2 separate regions of the Zea mays genome follow, and region 1 is linked to region 2. The links are chromatin contacts, called in public Hi-C maps. All regions are on one chromosome and are shown on one strand. The core of a region is the stretch at or near the end of the contact, and the rest is flanking DNA. Distances in the headings are between cores, read along the strand shown. Region 1 holds the start of LOC103648024 (transcription factor SCREAM2). Region 2 holds the start of LOC103648021.

Region 1 (4,899 bases), core at 1,731-4,230, 260 kb after region 2:
GTGACAAACTCAATTGTAACCGAGGCAAGAGACACCAATTGTGTGGTGGTCCTTACGGGGACTTTGTGTCCCGTTTGATTGAGAAGAGAAGCTCACTCAGTCTAAGTGACTGTTTGAGAGAGGGAAAGGGTTGAAAGAGACCCGGTCTTTGTGACCACCTCAACGGGGAGTAGGTTTGCAAGAACCGAACCTCGGTAAAACAAATCCTTGTGTCTCACTCTTCATTTGCTTGCGATTTATTTTACGCCCTCTCTCTCGGACTCGTTTATACTTCTAACGCTAACCCGGCTTATAGTTGTGCTTAAGTTTATAAAATTCAGATTCGCCCTATTCACCCCCCCCCTCTAGGCGACTTTCAGGTACCTAACGAGGAGGATGACAAAAATGTGCGAGTCCCCTACCTGGCGCGCCAACTGTCGGTGTTTCGAACAAGCACTAGTGAGTGAATTTGTGTATGCGTGTTTTAGGCCTAGATAGTGTGATCAATGGACACAAGGGTTATACTGGTTTGGGCTGAATGTCTCTACTACAGTCTTCGGTGGCTTGCGCTAATAACACCTGATTGTTTGTAGTAGGGGGTTACAAACGAGCGAGAGAGGGAAAGTTCCCAAGTCTATGTCTAGTGTTCTCCTTCTTTCCGTCCATGAGGTCGACCCCTCCTTTCATAGAACAAGGAGGGGGCCTCTTATAATGGCTTCTTCCATAAGGGAGTGTAAAAAAGGTAAAAAACATTACTCTTCGGTAACTTTTGTTGTGTGTCAGTATCCTTTGCCATGTGAATGTTATCCTAAAGACTTCGCGAGGATGGCATGACTTGTGTCAATGACGTGAGCCATGTGGTCATTATTATGGGTTTTGTCCATATGCTCCCCTATGCCGACCTTCCTTCTTCATAGCTTGCTCGTAGGTCCTTTCCCTACTTCTTGTGCGTGGGTTGTAGGGCTTCTGGTAGGTTGCGGCCTAGGGGTTTAGGTCATGAGTGGGAAGGGGATGGGTACTGCCCACGCCATACCTTTTCGGCTGTCGTGATGGTGGGGAGCACACAAAGCTGGTGGTTCAGTCAGGCTGAATTCTTTAGATCCACTCGAGTGGATTTCGATCGGCTTATCCGACCTTCTTGCCAATTTCCACCTCGTCCTACCCCCATGTTTCGACCCGTGTGGGCGTCTCATGGGTGAGGTGGAGGCTAAGGGCTCGTAAGTGGTTGGCTTGGAACGTCCCTCTCCCTTGATGCCTAATGGGCCCAAAAGTCTAGGGTTTTATACCCCGGCACTTTGTTGCTTGCTACCAACTCATCCTCCTTGTTTTTTGAAAACCCATTTTGTACCAATGGGGTGCCATCTTATGGAGATGGTATCAAAATCCAAACCTTGTTTCTCTCAAAAATTTCTAGCTCCTCATGCATAACATCATGTTGATTTGATATACTTGATGTGATCATTTTAGAGATGGAGGACACCATAACAGAGTGTGTTAGGTCCTGTCACCAACTTCCCTATGCCCACTGGATCTCTTACTTGTTGATGAGGGAGCTAGACCAATAGAGTACTTAATCTATTCATGGGCTAGATGAATCACCTACTTAGTTTTCGGTGTACAAAATGACTTCTTACATTGAGTTATAGAGTTTTGAGATAGACTTGCTAAGCAGCTCGTTCGGCTAACATAAGCACTATAGATGAGCAGGACAAGGCCATCAGGGTCATTGAGTAGTCAAAGTTGGCAAATTTGTTTTCACAACACTGACACCATATATGGTTGTAATGAGGATTAATTGCTATTACAATTGATGCCACCACCTAGAGCACAAGACTTGGAGACATGAGGCTCTAGCTTAGCAACACCTTCATATGCAACACAAATTGACCCTGCTCTAATATAGATATTGTTGCACTCTAGATAGGGTAACAACGTCAAGCTAGGGTCCAGAAGGAGTAGAGTGAGCAAATGCTCGCTATGTTTGAGCATATTGGGGTGTTTGGTTTCAGGGACTAAAGTTTAGTCTGTGTCATACTCCCTCCGTTTCTTTTTATTTGTCGCTGGATAGTGCAAAATTGCACTATCCAGCGACAAATAAAAAGAAACGGAGGGAGTATATAATATTTAAATGACTATTTTGAGAATTATATATATTCTAATTATAAAACTAATTACACTGCTAAAGACCAAACAGTGAGACCAATTTATTAAACATAATTAATGCATGATTAACAAATGTCTATTGTAGCATCATATGAGTGAATAATGGATTAATTAGATTAAAGAGGTTCATCTTATCATTTAGTTCTCATATAATTAGTTTTATAATTTAACTATATTTAATACTTCTAATTAGCATCTAAACATTCGATGTCATAGGACCAGAATCAGGGCCAACATATGACATATAAGGAGTTGTTCTATGGTAGATATACATAATGCCCTATCTAAGCCGATATAAATCCTCATTTCATGATACGCTGACATCTAGTAGAACGACAAATCCTACGACATACGTAGGGATGGTAATAGGGTCTAGATTTTACACCAAGGATGAAATCAGATTAAAATTAGGCTCTATTTTTATTTATTTTTAAGTAAAATTATGTAAGAGCTTTAACTTACTGTGAATAAATATTTGGATCGTGGTCTATTACCATCTCTAATTATAGGTAATCAGCATGATTTCCTCTATCAACAAAGATATTGCGGTGTATTTTAGCAATATCGCTTATTTTGTCTCCATGTTTTCATTGAACAAGCAACTGATGCTTTACATCTAAAGATATAAAGATACGTAGCTAAGCAATCTTTTGGAATGTTATGTATTTTCACTAAAAGTAGTTTATATTTTCTGTCGCTATACTATTCGTCACAACTTAATATTGGTTTGTTAATGTGACGCATATACAAGCTGGCATTATTCATTTTTATCCTAGTGCCGAACAACTTTGTCTAGAGTAGGGCCATGTTTGCTCGTCCGTGAGGCAAGCTTGTATAGTGTAAGTATCGTCTCAAGCGTCCGATTTTGAGCGCAAGGTCCGGATTGCTTACCATGGAAGCGAACGCGAGTAGAAGCGAAGGGGCCAAGGCCCAAGGGGGCCAAGAGCGCAAGGTCCGGATCAGCTGAAGGGCAGTCTCGTTTTTTCATGCTTGTCCACTCTCCAGTCTCCACGGTGCCAGTACACAGCACTTCGCCTCCATACAGCACTTGAGCACTGGCATCCTGCTCTGCCAGAGAGAACTCAGACGCGCCCGGTGTCCTCTGCAGCTCTGCCACCCCCAAGAAAGCGAGGACGACGGCTCGCCCTCGCGCGGCGCCTTCATCATGCTCCCGCCGTTCGGCAACCCGCTCTGGGTACCGGAGGACATGGACGACCAGCAGCAGCACGCGCCTCCGCCGACGCCCATGGAGTTGCTGACGGTGCCGGCGCAGGGGCACGAGGAGCAGAACCTCCTAGCCCTGGCCTCGGCCGCCGCCGTTGCCGGGGCCGGATGTGTTTTCAGCTCACCGGCGATGCTCGATGACGACTGGTACTTCGACCCCGTGGCTGCGGCCGCCGCCACCGGCGCGCAGGGGCACCTGCTCCTGGCGCCGCCGGGGCCGGTGCCCGGCCCCGGCGCCGGCTCGCAGATGTTCTCCCTCTTCAACGTTGGCGGCGCCGCGACGTTCGACGTCCATGGGTTCGACATTGGCCTCGGCACGCTCGGCGGCGGGTCCGGTGGCGACCTGGTCCCGTTGGCGGGTGCAGGGAACACATCGAATTCCGCGTCCTTTTCCATGTCCCTGAACGCCGGCCTCCTCGCCTCCTCGTTCGGCGGCTTTGGCACAGCGCCGGCGCAAATGCCGGACTTCGGCGGCCTGGGCGGGTTCGACATGTTCAACAACGGCGCCGGCTCCTCCTCCGCGGCGCCCCCTCCTGCCTCGGCGTCCCTTACGGTGCCGTTCTCCGGGCGCGGGAAGCCCGCCGTGCTCCGCCCGCTGGAGACCTTCCCGCCCGTGGGCGCGCAGCCGACGCTGTTCCAGAAGCGCGCGCTGCGCCGCAACGGCGGCGGGGAGGACTACGACAAGAAGCGCAAGGCGGAGGCCACCGCCGCGGCTGCGGGAGCTTCGTCGGCCTGTGGCGGTGACGACGCTGAGGACGATGACGGCGGGAGCATCGACGCGTCCGGGCTCAACTACGACTCGGAGGACGCCTGCAGGGGCGTCGAGGATAGTGGAAAGAAGGACGGCAAGGGTTCCAACGCCAACAGCGCGGGCGACGGGAAAGGTAAGAGGAAGAGGTTGCCGGCCAAGAACCTCATGGCGGAGCGCCGTCGCCGGAAGAAGCTTAATGACCGGCTCTACATGCTCCGATCCGTCGTGCCCAAGATCAGCAAGGTGAGAATTGTACCCTTTCATCCATTTGTTAATCGGCTACTATGAATTGTAGCTCGTAATTTAGATGAATTCTCCGAATTTTGGTAGCAATTAGCATCTGGCATTAGTGCATTACTATGTGTGCTTATATTGGTATATGTTTCATGGAATTAATTATGTGAAGCTAGTGTACTCCCTCCATGGCGCACTATAAATTGTTGTAGAGATGTTGCGCACATAAGCTGCAGCTGTTCCCATAGAATTGTAGATGCCCTTGTTGTCTCTGACTGCATCCTTCACTGCATTCATAGATATCACTAGTGTAACTTTCTCTGGCTGTTTCTGTAAAGATGGACAGGGCCTCCATTCTCGGCGACGCGATCGAGTACCTGAAGGAGCTGCTGCGGAAGATCGAGGAGCTCCAGAACGAGGTGGAGTCATCAGCATCCCCAGCTTCCACGGCCTCGCTGCCTCCGACGCCCACGAGCTTCCGCCCTCTGACTCCCACGCTGCCCGCCCTACCATCTCGCGTGAAGGAAGAGCTGTGCCCGAGCGCGTTG
Region 2 (4,770 bases), core at 301-2,800:
CGTTAGCAATCATTAAAAATAGTAATCTCACGAGGGTTTCAATATTTGAATTGATTTTTTTTACAAAATAATCTTAAAGGACTGGCAAATTATATATGCAGTTATGGTTCCACATATGTGTCAAATATTAAGTTAAAATTTATAAATATATCTAAAGTGATAATCTACATAAATTATATGTTATGGCTACTAATATAATTTTAAACAATTGAATTGTTAGTATCTCTTTATAAGAGCAACTCCAACAGTCCCGGTAAACGACTCGTGCTCTATAAAAAAAACTCTGTGTAAAAAAATGTCGCCCCACTTGTGTTTTCATTGACGTTTGGTAACCGAAACTTTCAGTGGAAATTTGAACATACCGCCGATTTTTAGCTCTTTTCTACTAGTGCCAAACAGCTTCCAAGTTCCAAAAGCCTCTTCTTCAACCTCGCTATTGCTTCTCGCTCGCCATCGCCTTCCCATCACTGGCCATCTTTGGCTAGCCTTCAGGACTCACCATCTTTGGCCGGCGCGCTTTGCCGCCCTCCTGCTCCCTCCCGCGTTGGTTCCCGTGGCTCCACTACCCGCACGACCTCCCCACCGCCAAGCACTCGCGCAACACATACCTCCCTCTCCCTTCGATCACCGGTGACCACTTCTCTGGCAGCCACGACCGTCCCTACCCTCGCGGCAGCTCGACTAGGGCCACTTTCGACCTCGCCGTCACCCATCTCTCTGCCACGCTCACCCTCGCAGGACCCGTGCCCGCCGAGGCTGGTGCATTGGCGCTCGCCCCACTCCGTGTCTTTTGACCTCGACGACTGCTACTACTCCACTGCCCACTTCCACTGTGGAGCTCTGCATGGTCGACTTCGACTCTTATGATGAGGAAGACGACTTCGGTATCGTCGTCCTCTCCGACATCGTGCTCCGCCTCCACCTGGCACCGACTTCAGTCCCAGTCCCATCGTCCTCCTCGCAAAATGAAGAAGTCTGTGAAGAAGAAAATGAACAGCAAAATTAGAGTCTCTTATCTCTGTACTAATCTCTAGGCCGAGATTCTCTTTAAGGGGGTAGGATTTGTAAACCCTTAAAATAAGGTTTGAAGAAGTTTATGTGGTTCCCAAGATTGAAAGGTTATTTAAATTTTGGTTGTGTGAATTATGCATTTGATATTAAATTCTCAAAATAAATAAATAAAATGAACTTTGCATTTCATACTGGTATTTTATTTGGTTGTTTCATACTGACTTGTATTCATATTGATTCTTGAACTTAAATTTGAATTTGAGTAAGAAATTAGAAAATAGCAAAGGAAAACAGAAAAAAATGAAAAGAAAAGGAATGCAACCGTTCTAGGCTGAAACCTCCTCACTCAGCCGACCTATCCCTTCCCTTATACAACACCCATGTGGGCCGCTCGCCCGTTCGACCCACTAACGCCCTTGTAGGCCGGCCCAACTCACTCTCACCCGCCGGCCCAACTTTGCTCCTTTCTTTTTCTTTTTCCGCCACCTCAATGAGTCAATGATCTCAGGGACCCGCGTGTCATCTCTCGCTTCTCGCCTGAAAACAAAATCTCCAACAGAATACTGTTGCGCTCGATTTGGACGGGATCCGATCACCCGGGGCTTCACCTCCACCCTATATAACTCGAGCCTGCGCCTCCTCTCGAGCCATCTAAACGCAGAGAGCATCTCTTCCGAATGCCTCACCACGGTCAGAGAGGGCGGAGAGAGAAGAAGTCGCCGCCACCGTCAAAAGCCGGAGTTCTCCTGGGTCGCTAGGAACCTGTACGCGAAGGAATCAGGCGCGGTGAAGACTTTGTACCCAGGGTATTGCTCAACGGAGCAGGATCTCCGCCCCGGTGCCGCGATTCGCCGTGAATCGAAGCCTCCGCGCCATCAGGTACTCCCCTGGCCTTCGCTACCATCTTCCCCCTCCCTGCGTAGCAGTTCGTGGTGTCCATCTTAGAGCAGTAGGGCATGGGTAATCGCTCACCGGAATACGGAAGCCGCCGCAGAGGCGCCATCGACGTGGCCAGCCTCGGCCTCCACTTCGTTGTCGGCATGGATGCGTTCTTCTATTTTGCCCTGTCCACCGCTTCATATAATGCTCGTCGGTATAGGAATGTTCGACCACAAGGGCGGCACTGCGGTGATTTCCTGCCGGCGCATGACCGTCGCGACAATGGGCAGCGCCGCCGTCAGTGCGGAATCGGGCAGAGTGGAGGAGTCCCAGGCTGTTCCATTTAGGCAATGTTAGTTGTGTGCTAATTTATAGGGATTGAGCGAGATTAAATTCAGTACAAGTCAAATTTCTCTAGATCCCTTCTAATTCTCATCAATCTCTATGATTTTAGAATCAAACGGAACGTTTCAGATTAGATGAGAGGTAATGGTTTGACAGGGGCGATGTGTGTGGTTCGATCATGGATGTGCGATCACGATCGTGGCAATGACATGGATGTCTCTGGTCTGTTGATCTGGAATCCAACGGTGGAGTGTGCTACCGGTTCGGTCTCTAATCTGAGTCGTGGTTCGGTGGCTGCATGGCTCTAGATCCGCTCAGGGTTATAACAGTAGACTATAACTACGAAAGCGTCCCTGAGTTTTTACATAATAGACCCATCGATTATTCGTGTGCAAATAAATTGCAGATGGATCCTTGGTATTTTCAAAATAAACCCTAGAAGTTATTTTAGGTATAGAATTAATATAAAAATGCGTAAAAACTTGCATAAATCATATCTTGCTCATTTTAACTCTGTTTTATTTCGTTCAAGTTGCGTTAAGTTCGTAATAATATTGCCTAAACTTTAGTTACATTATTTTTATCACGCAACATGTTTTCAAAAATAAGTAACTATACTTGTTTAACCTAAGTTTATGGGATTCACTTTTCTAATCTAAGTATAGTATTTTAATTTGACCCATCTATAATTTGACTAAAATAAGATTTCTAATCAAGATAAAACTTGAATTAAAAGTTAAATTTGTTATTTATTTAGAATATCTTTTCTACACATAATTTGTATTAATCAAAATAACATAGTTCAATACTTAATCACATAAAACTTCCAAAAACCATATCATTTTAACTATAACTTCGATTTTAGTTGTTCTCGAATCTATGATCTCGTAGCGACGTGTAAAATAATAATGTGTGAATTGTTTTCATCTTTGGTGTAATGTTACCATATCCATTATTTGCTTGATTGTATGTATTGTTGCGCATAGAAGCGAGATGGCGAGGAATCTGTCACACTTGAATTTAAGGGGCAAATCCAAGTGTGTCTCATATGTGCACAATTGATCTTATTAACGAACTGGTATGTTCTATAGGATCTTGGATTAACGATCAACGTCTGAGATTTTAAGTCGCTTCGATGAGCAATTAGTGCAATTCCATGGATGCTCCCGGTTAGTCGACTCATGCCTAGGTTCTATATGCACCAGTGATCGCCCCGAACCCAACCACGGGGTCACATCGATGGGGATTGCGCGGATCGACGAGTGACCGCTTACACACCCTTGTCTCCCTTTCTCGATTCTCGGTGGTTGGTTATCTCTGTACCTAGCTAGGGTTTGTTGGACAACGGGGGTGTCCTAACTTATACCCTAGAGCAAACGAGATGGGAATCAGAATCGGATTTCACACCTCGGTTGTTGCTCGCGAGTTGGGAGATGACCCTGTCCGGCGGTGTGGGGGATGGATATCTACAGAGTCCACACGCGCATGAAAACACGTCTAGGGCCACCTAGCAGGCATCCCCTGGGGCATCTTGTGGTGGGCCGTCCGAAAGTAACCAGGTGAAGCAAGCCCATTCTGAACTAGTAAAGGCCAATGTCCGAGTTAGGTGCCACGAGAGCACGTGTATGTCAGGCATGACGTTTGCGCCCACCCGACATGCTAAGTCTCCGGCGGTAACTTGGGCGGATGAGCGTAGTGAGTTCCTAAGATGTAGGAGGACAATTCGCTACAAATCGGGAGATTGGCGAACATATTACGTTTACCACTTGTGCGGGGATAGCTATCCTTGGCCGTGTATATATGGCCAAAAAGCACCCCTACCATTTCATCTTGCCTCATCCCACCGTTCTCATAGTTCACAGCTTGTAATCTCATCACAATACCAAGGTCCCCGCAGGACGTAGGGTGTTACGCCTCTCGCGCGGCCCGAACCTATACAAGCTTGTGTGTTTCTCCCATCGTGCCACCGCACGAACCATCGAGTCACGATTAACGACGCTGTCCTGCCCAAAAGCATCACGAGGGTAACCCCGTGGTGTGCGGTCGGGTAACAAACACCAACAGCTAGCGCGCTAGGTAGGGGGGGGGCGACATTGATGAGCGCTGACTCCATGGCAGTCACTTTCAAGAGCATGATCACCTTCAACCCAGGAGCAGTCTTCTGCTTCGAAACCATCTCCGGTGTCACAGTGTAAAGCCCAAAACTTGTATAGGAGAAAAATAATAAAATAAATAAATAAATGTATGTACATGTTGGTAATTTGGGATGATGGAGCCCTAGGAGATTATTTGGTTACATTTTCTTTTGTTTGTATATACAATTGATGGGAATAAGTTAGGCAATTAACAAATAAATAAATAATGAAATATGCATCTCATGCTGAGATCTTGTATTTTTGCATTTATATTCAAATTTGTGAGATAAGTTTAAATTTGGAAAATTAGAATTTTGAAAATAGAAATAGAAAGGAAGAATAGAAATTATAAATGAAAAAAGGAAGAAGCAGCCAGCTGGGCCGCCACTTCACTTTTTGG

What was found. A called contact is a pair of places that touch in the nucleus more often than the background predicts.
Region 1: a contact with region 2 is called in a Hi-C map of leaf, with 8 times the contacts expected there. The contact joins the promoter of LOC103648024 here to the promoter of LOC103648021 in region 2. A contact is called at or near these places in 4 of 25 Hi-C or Micro-C datasets (ear, endosperm and leaf).

What each region holds. Positions count from the first base shown.
Region 1 is chr2:229,820,365-229,825,263 of Zm-B73-REFERENCE-NAM-5.0, forward strand. It overlaps LOC103648024 (transcription factor SCREAM2), which reads left to right and starts at 2,981. Exons shown (of 4, transcript XM_008672524.4): 1 at 2,981-4,360; 2 at 4,690-4,899. The coding sequence starts at 3,308.
Region 2 is chr2:229,563,373-229,568,142 of Zm-B73-REFERENCE-NAM-5.0, forward strand. LOC103648021 reads left to right here and starts at 1,551. Exons shown (of 4, transcript XM_008672521.4): 1 at 1,551-1,890.